Regions from separate parts of the Capsicum annuum genome. Here region 2 is linked to region 1. The links are chromatin contacts, called in public Hi-C maps. All regions are on one chromosome and are shown on one strand. Each heading gives the region's core, a stretch centred on a gene start, on an enhancer-like site or on the middle of the called end of the contact. The rest is flanking DNA. Distances are from core to core; before and after follow the strand shown. Region 1 has its middle 29 kb from the start of LOC107845882. Region 2 overlaps LOC107845878 (phospholipid-transporting ATPase 1).

Evidence for each region. A called contact is a pair of places that touch in the nucleus more often than the background predicts.
Region 2: a contact with region 1 is called in a Hi-C map of leaf, with 2.4 times the contacts expected there. The contact joins two enhancer-like sites. A contact is called at or near these places in 3 of 5 Hi-C or Micro-C datasets (bud, leaf and placenta).

The regions. Positions count from the first base shown.
Region 1 is chr10:142,548,382-142,551,688 of UCD10Xv1.1, reverse strand. It overlaps the pseudogene LOC107845881. Among protein-coding and RNA genes, the nearest start is that of LOC107845882, 29 kb to the right of the region's middle. Within about 2 kb of position 1,823, at least 4 of the 5 cell types and tissues checked have an H3K27ac peak or open chromatin away from gene starts, as enhancers often do. A contact at or near this core is called in leaf, where this site is marked.
Region 2 is chr10:142,597,103-142,600,416 of UCD10Xv1.1, reverse strand. LOC107845878 (phospholipid-transporting ATPase 1) reads left to right here. Exons shown (of 9, transcript XM_016690371.2): 9 at 872-1,568. Among protein-coding and RNA genes, the nearest start is that of LOC107845878, 24 kb to the left of the region's middle. Within about 2 kb of position 1,991, at least 1 of the 5 cell types and tissues checked has an H3K27ac peak or open chromatin away from gene starts, as enhancers often do. A contact at or near this core is called in leaf, where this site is marked.

The sequences.
Region 1 (3,307 bases), core at 574-3,073:
CCTAAAATTAACGTTAATGGTCCTGTCGAAATTCTCATCCGAGATTGTTTACTAGAATTTTGATTAGACACAAATTCCTTAACAGTCTAAGCTCCTAGACAGGCAAATGAGCCTAAAACCCAAATGAACTGTTCGATAACTGAATCAACAGTTCCCTCAAGTCATCAATGACCCGTAGCTGCTTTGGGATGGCTTGAAATATCGGAAATGCATGTAAATCGAGGAAATGATCAAGAGGGTCATTACATTTGTGACTCGAATAGATAGTTTATAGTATTGCTCTGTCAGTGTCTTGTTTCTTTTATTAACTAGTCGTGTCTTATCCTATTTTGGTGTTTATTTTTATGTATCTTGTTTGATACACTATAATTTGTCCCGAGCTGGGAGTCTATCGGAAACAACCTCCCTACTTCATTTAAGGTTATGATATAGACTGTGTACACTTTACCCTCTCCAAAACCCACAGAACATACTAGGTATGTTGTTGTTGTAGTAGTGAGATATAAATTTATCATAATTTCTTCATTCGTTTGAACAGCTCAATCGAATTTCTATAATTTGAAGTAGAAAATTTAAAATAGTAAGGAATAGCCTGCGCATGGATCCAATAACTCTATGCTAGATAGAAAATTATTAATTACTCCCTCTATTTTTTTTTTATATGTTCTCTTTATTCTTAGTGAATCAATTTGACTAAGTTTTAAATTTAAATTAGATTAAATATATTTAAATTTTTAAAATTGAAATTTAGATATTCAAAACTATATGAAAAGTATTATAAATTACAATTTCTCCTTTTTCAATTTAATTAAGAAGTAGATCTTAAAATGTTGATCAAAATTTATATTATTTGACTTAAAAAAAGAATGATATAAAAAGGAATGGAGGGAGTATTTGTTTTAAAATACCTCTTATTGACCGTCCATCTCCAAAGAATTCAATTCTTTAAGTTGATCTCTAATCACCCAAAGTGAATGAATAGAGAAAAGAATCACGATTTGGTTCATTAGAGTACTTCATGTATCAATTGCAACAATTTAATTACAGATCATTCTTCTTTATGGTAAGTAGTAATTGAAAAACATAATAACCGTATCTAGTTTCTTGCTGAGGCCTTACTATATCATAGAAGTAATAATCACACAATTAGTACTCTTTATTTTCTATAGTAACTGCAAATTATAATAATATGATAATTGTCTCTTTATTATTTCTTCTCTTATTATGATAATTACTACTCTGTTAGCTCCATTTTATGTGTCATAGTTTGACCTAACACGAATTTTAAGAAATGAGTAAAGACTTGATGTTTTTCTTACTAGATTGTCATTTATTAAAATAATATACTAATACTATTTTTAATTAAGTGGGTTATTATAAGTGGACCAATAAAGGTAAAAGTGAAATTGTGTGTTTAAATAGTTATCAAATAAAGAAAGGTGACTTTCTTTCTTTTTGAGACAAATAAAATGAAATGATGACACATAAAATAAAACGGAGGAAGTACTTTTTTTTCTTGTCACATCAGGTGATCTCTAATTATATTCATGAACAAACACAACTTCAACTCAAATTCCAACTCTAACTTCAAAAATTTAGTTTTCACAAAAAGTCAAAAACAACATTAATTTATATATATGATCAAACGCAACTCAGGACAATAACCCACATCAGCTACATCTTCTCCCTCACCTTCACCGCTGTCTTATCTTTTTCTGTCGCACCCATGTCTCCTTCATCGTCTTCTTGTTCCCAAGAAAAAACTATACGAATCGGCATAATTGGATTTGGTTCTTTCGCGCAGTTTTTGGCCAAGAACCTGATTAAACAAGGCCATTATATCAGGGCAACTTCAAGATCAGATTATTCAGAGCTGTGCTCAAATTTGGGCATCCTATTTTTCAGGTATATATATATGCAGACAATCAACTTTGTTGATAGTAAAAAAGAATGAATAAATCTTGCCAGTTATTGACTGCTAGCTTTGGCCGTTTAGGGATATGGGTGCATTTCTTGAATCGGATAATGAAATCATAATAATTAGCACGTCGATCCTGTCTCTATCACGAGTCGTGGAGTCCATACCATTCCATTGTCTCAAGCGGCCTACACTTTTCGTTGATGTGCTCTCTGTGAAAGAACACCCAAAAGATGTCCTTTGCGAGTATGCAATTCACACTGCTTCATACACTTAGCAAGTCAACGGTTCCATATTTTGTCTAACAATATATAGTTTCATACCACGTGTTTAAAAGATACTGCCCGAGGAGTGCGACTTGCTCTGTACGCACCCAATGTTTGGGCCAGAAAGGGGGAAAGATGGATGGACAGACTTGACTTTTATGTATGACATGGTTCGAATTAGAGATCAGCCCCTGTGCTCTATTTTTCTGCACGTCTTCTCAAGTGAGGTAACAAAGTACTGCAGATATGCCGTAGCTGTCTTCCTCGATTATATTGCTTTCTCATTATGGTTCGTTCTGCTACAAACTCCTTAAGCTGAAATTTTTCCTATACCATTCCAATTTGACTGGAAAAATGAGTAAAGAGAACCCCATCTGAGCAATCTCTATTGCAGGGTTGCAAAATGCTTGAAATGACTTGTGAAGAGCATGATAGATTGGCTGCTCGAAGTCAATTCCTCACTCACACAATTGGCAGGTTATTTTCGTCACCTGCCTGTTAGCAACTAAAATTATATGTAGTAAAAGAACTAAATACAACAACCAAGTCTACTACAGTATTGATCTTCTTCACTTGACAGGATCTTGTTGGAAATGGACGTTGAACCCAGCCCATAGACGCAAAAGGATTTCAGAAACTTGTTCGAGTGGTAATCATGCAACATTTTGACTCCACAGAAGAATATTATTTTACTAGATTGCACTTGCAAAAGATTAAGCATGCCAGCAAATTCATCCTCTAGAAGTAATTTTCAACTTCTGGAACCTGTTTTTTTATTATACACTAAAATTGGACAACATGCAGAAGGAGAGCTCAGTTAAAGATAGCTTTGATCTGTTCAGCGGACTATTCATTCACAATAGGTTTGCGAGGCAACAGGTATAATAATGATCTTTTCGTGTTCTGCAACTGAATCATAATTTCTTGGTATAATCAAAGGAGAAGAAAAGCTGAAAGAATGATGGTGCAGATGAAAAATTTAGAAGTAGCATTGGAGAAAGTTAAAGAGAAACTTCAAGAGAGATCAAAGATGCTGCAGGATCCTATCATAACGAAGTTCTAACAACTGCTGAAGAATACTAATGAATGGGAACTTCATTACTCGCTTTCTTGGTCTTGTAAT
Region 2 (3,314 bases), core at 742-3,241, 49 kb before region 1:
AAGTAACAGTTAGGAAGAGCTTGGCAGCATCCTGTCTCAATTTATTAAATTATGCTTTGGAGAAGTATCTGCCAAGTAATGCTAAAGTTACCAATACCATCTTTCTGATTCCTGGCATTGACATGCTGCCTTTTTCCAAAGCCAGAAAAGTGAGTCAGTAGTGTTGACAATATTATGAGATGCAGTTGGTACCAACTTTAATTTTGTCTGGAGGCAAAAGCTGACAGAAGGGTTTTACTTTTGCTCTGGTGGTGCTTGGGAAAGAGGGGGGTTGAGGAGAGTGAAGAAAGCATGCAATCTGGGATATCAACTGTTAAGTGGCCCCCATTGGTTGAGGAATGAGCTGTTGCGTCTTTATATGGTTTGAGGCAATCCTCACCTTATGAGCTTAATCTTGAATGAGGCCCAGTTTCATTGTCTTAATATAGTATCTGGTTGAGACCCATCCAAATTGTTGGTTTATGCAGTGTTGGCGCCTCATGTTACTGTTCTCCATGCTCAAGATGTCTGGTCCTGGGCCTCCCGGGGGGAGGGGGTATCCCACATTGATCGAGAGAATGGATCAATGTGTGTAACTTATATGACCTCATGTCAGTCTCTCTTGGTTCGTCTTTATATATGGTTTTATACTATCTCATCTCATGAGCCTAACTTAGGTCCAAGTTTCTCTTTCTTAACATTAACAATTGTAACAATGCCGTCATTAAAATCAAACCAAAATCCATCATGTTGGTTGTGATATGTGCTGCATAATAGTTTCGGTATAATGCATTTGGTCCTTCTGTTTTTTTGGTTATGTTCCGCTGCATGTTTTTAACCCTATTGCTTGTGGGATGATCCAAGGGTTCTTTGGTTGCTTCATATCTTGCAGCCTACACTTGCTATGCAAAGGCAGTGTCTCCATGGAAGATTTTATTTCAAAATTTAGTGGTACTGACGGGACCATCCTTATGATATATCTTATAAATGCTTCAGATGAGCTACCCCAACTCAATGTAAGCAGGTGAAATCCGTGAAGGTGTGAAGTGAAATGGAGGCACCATGTAAAGAAAGGAAGGGAACCGAGGGTTATCTCAGGCACCATGTAAAGAAAGGAAGGGAACCGAGGGTTATCTCAGAGCTAAGGTTGTCGAGTAGTTGAAGTACAGCAGAAGAGACATCTTGTTGAGGGCGACTGGACACATGAAGGTTTTTGAATGGTTTTTGTTATTTGTTGTTGATAACAGTATTGGGCTGTTTTTCCAAGAAGTGAAAAATGATAGGGTGCTTGTTAGGTATTCAGCAATTCCCACACAAAGAAAGAGAAGAGGAGAGAAATACAAGTGTATCATAGTTACCTGTAAAGATTGTGGTTTCTTATCCTACTCTTGTAACAAATTAAAGCAAAAAGGAAACTATTCTTGGTTCATCAACATCATGTGATTTTGAAAATCTGTTCGCTCCCTATATGATATAATTGTATTTTAATGTTGACCAGTGGTGGTTCAACGAGATCTTGTGGTCTAATGTTAATTTCAGTAAGAATCCTTAAAAACTTATTTGGCAAAATTCATACATACTTTTATTTATATTTCTTTCTTCTAGCATCTACAGTTCGTTCTCATATCATATTTTGGCAAATTGTGTTAAAATTGAAAAAATGAAATCGTCTTAAAATGAATCGTTGAAGAGGAATTTTTTTTAAAAAAAACACAAAAAGGGAATGAATGTATTAATTAGTGAGAAAAAGAAATTTTTGATTTAGATTCTTGTAATTATTTTGGACTTTTTTTTCACTCCCCATCAAGTCAATTTGATATTCGATTCTATAGATCGTCCGAATTGCTATATTTTTTAGATCGCTGTTGTGAAATTTCAAGATTTTATATTCCTTCTTTTCTCTCTTCTCGTTGATAAATCCTCTCTACTCCTCCGTTGGAGCACCGTCGCCGTTGTCAATGTCGCTGCAAAGTCAACTCCGAGTAGCATATTCATTTGAACTCCGGACCAGCGGTAGTTCCATTATTACCACCAGTGAACTCCGGACCAGCGGTAGTTCCATTATTACCACCAGTGATATCGTTCTCCCCTCCATTTGGGAGCTAAATTGTTGGCAATCTGCAGCAGTGAAACTATGGTGATCGGCCGAGGCGATATCGTTCTCTTTTCTTTTTGTTTCTAATCTGGTACTACAAGTTCGGGGCGGCTTCTTCAGCTACTCACAACGTACATTTTTCACTGATCAAATTCAGGGGTAGTATTAGCAGTAGGTAAATGTGACGACAACAAAATTCTGGCGATAAATTGCTTCACCAACTTGCTGAAATTCAACGAATCAATAAAGAAAACGCTCTTGCTTCGTCTTTTCTTCGGAGCAGGTGCACTCATTTCATCTCCTCTACCCGTTCTCTCCACTCCTGGTAGTCGAGTGGCTTTACGCTTCAGGGACAAAAGAAAGACAGTCGATTTCTCCTCTTGATTTGAAGTTTTCTGGATTCCTAGTCTACTATAACTGACTTAATAGAATATGGTATTTCATAATAATAATAATAATTAGTCAATATCACAGGACAGTGATTGACTGCCAAGTTTATTTCCGTGCCCCCTTTTTTTCGTCGAAATAAGTTTATGCACTAGAGTGCCCCTTTCCTACCGCTTGTGGAACCTCAATCTCCACGGGCTTATTAGCTAAATGGCAAAAGCTAGCCTGAGACCTAAAAAAGCAAGGTCGAAATCCATCCCTCTTTTTCCTGTATTTGACTAGTTATCTTGTCTATGTTTCTTGAGTACTGATGACGGATACGTCGCGTCTCTTTTGATACTTGTATTTCAGTCTTTTCTCTCTTGGTTTATTGCCTAATTATCTTTAATTATTCTTGTTGGATTACTGGTTCATGTTTCCCTGTTACTTCGTCGTAGTTGAGACTAGCATATCTATTTACCGTCGTACGTGTTGTTATTTTTGCTTTATTGCTGTTATTTTCTAAATTCTTGTAGGTAGCGTAGTTTTTGTTATTGATTGTTATTTATCAAAACTTGCATTGTAGTATATTGTTTTATTGCTTGTGGCATACGCTTTTGATTCTTGTTTCTTTCTTCTAGATTTATCACTTTTGACATACGCTGTTGATTCGTGATCCTTTCCTGTAGATTTCAGTTTGTTTCCTTAGCATATAGTGGTCACAACTTCAAGCTTCATTATCGATTCACTTGTTATTACCACTGTGACTTCTTAGCCTTATTTGTTTTTAGCCTAACTTATTTGCGAACCTTTTTTGGTCTCTTTTTGAGTAGTGGCTGTGGCGATCGATGGTAGACTAGGATCATGTCATAGG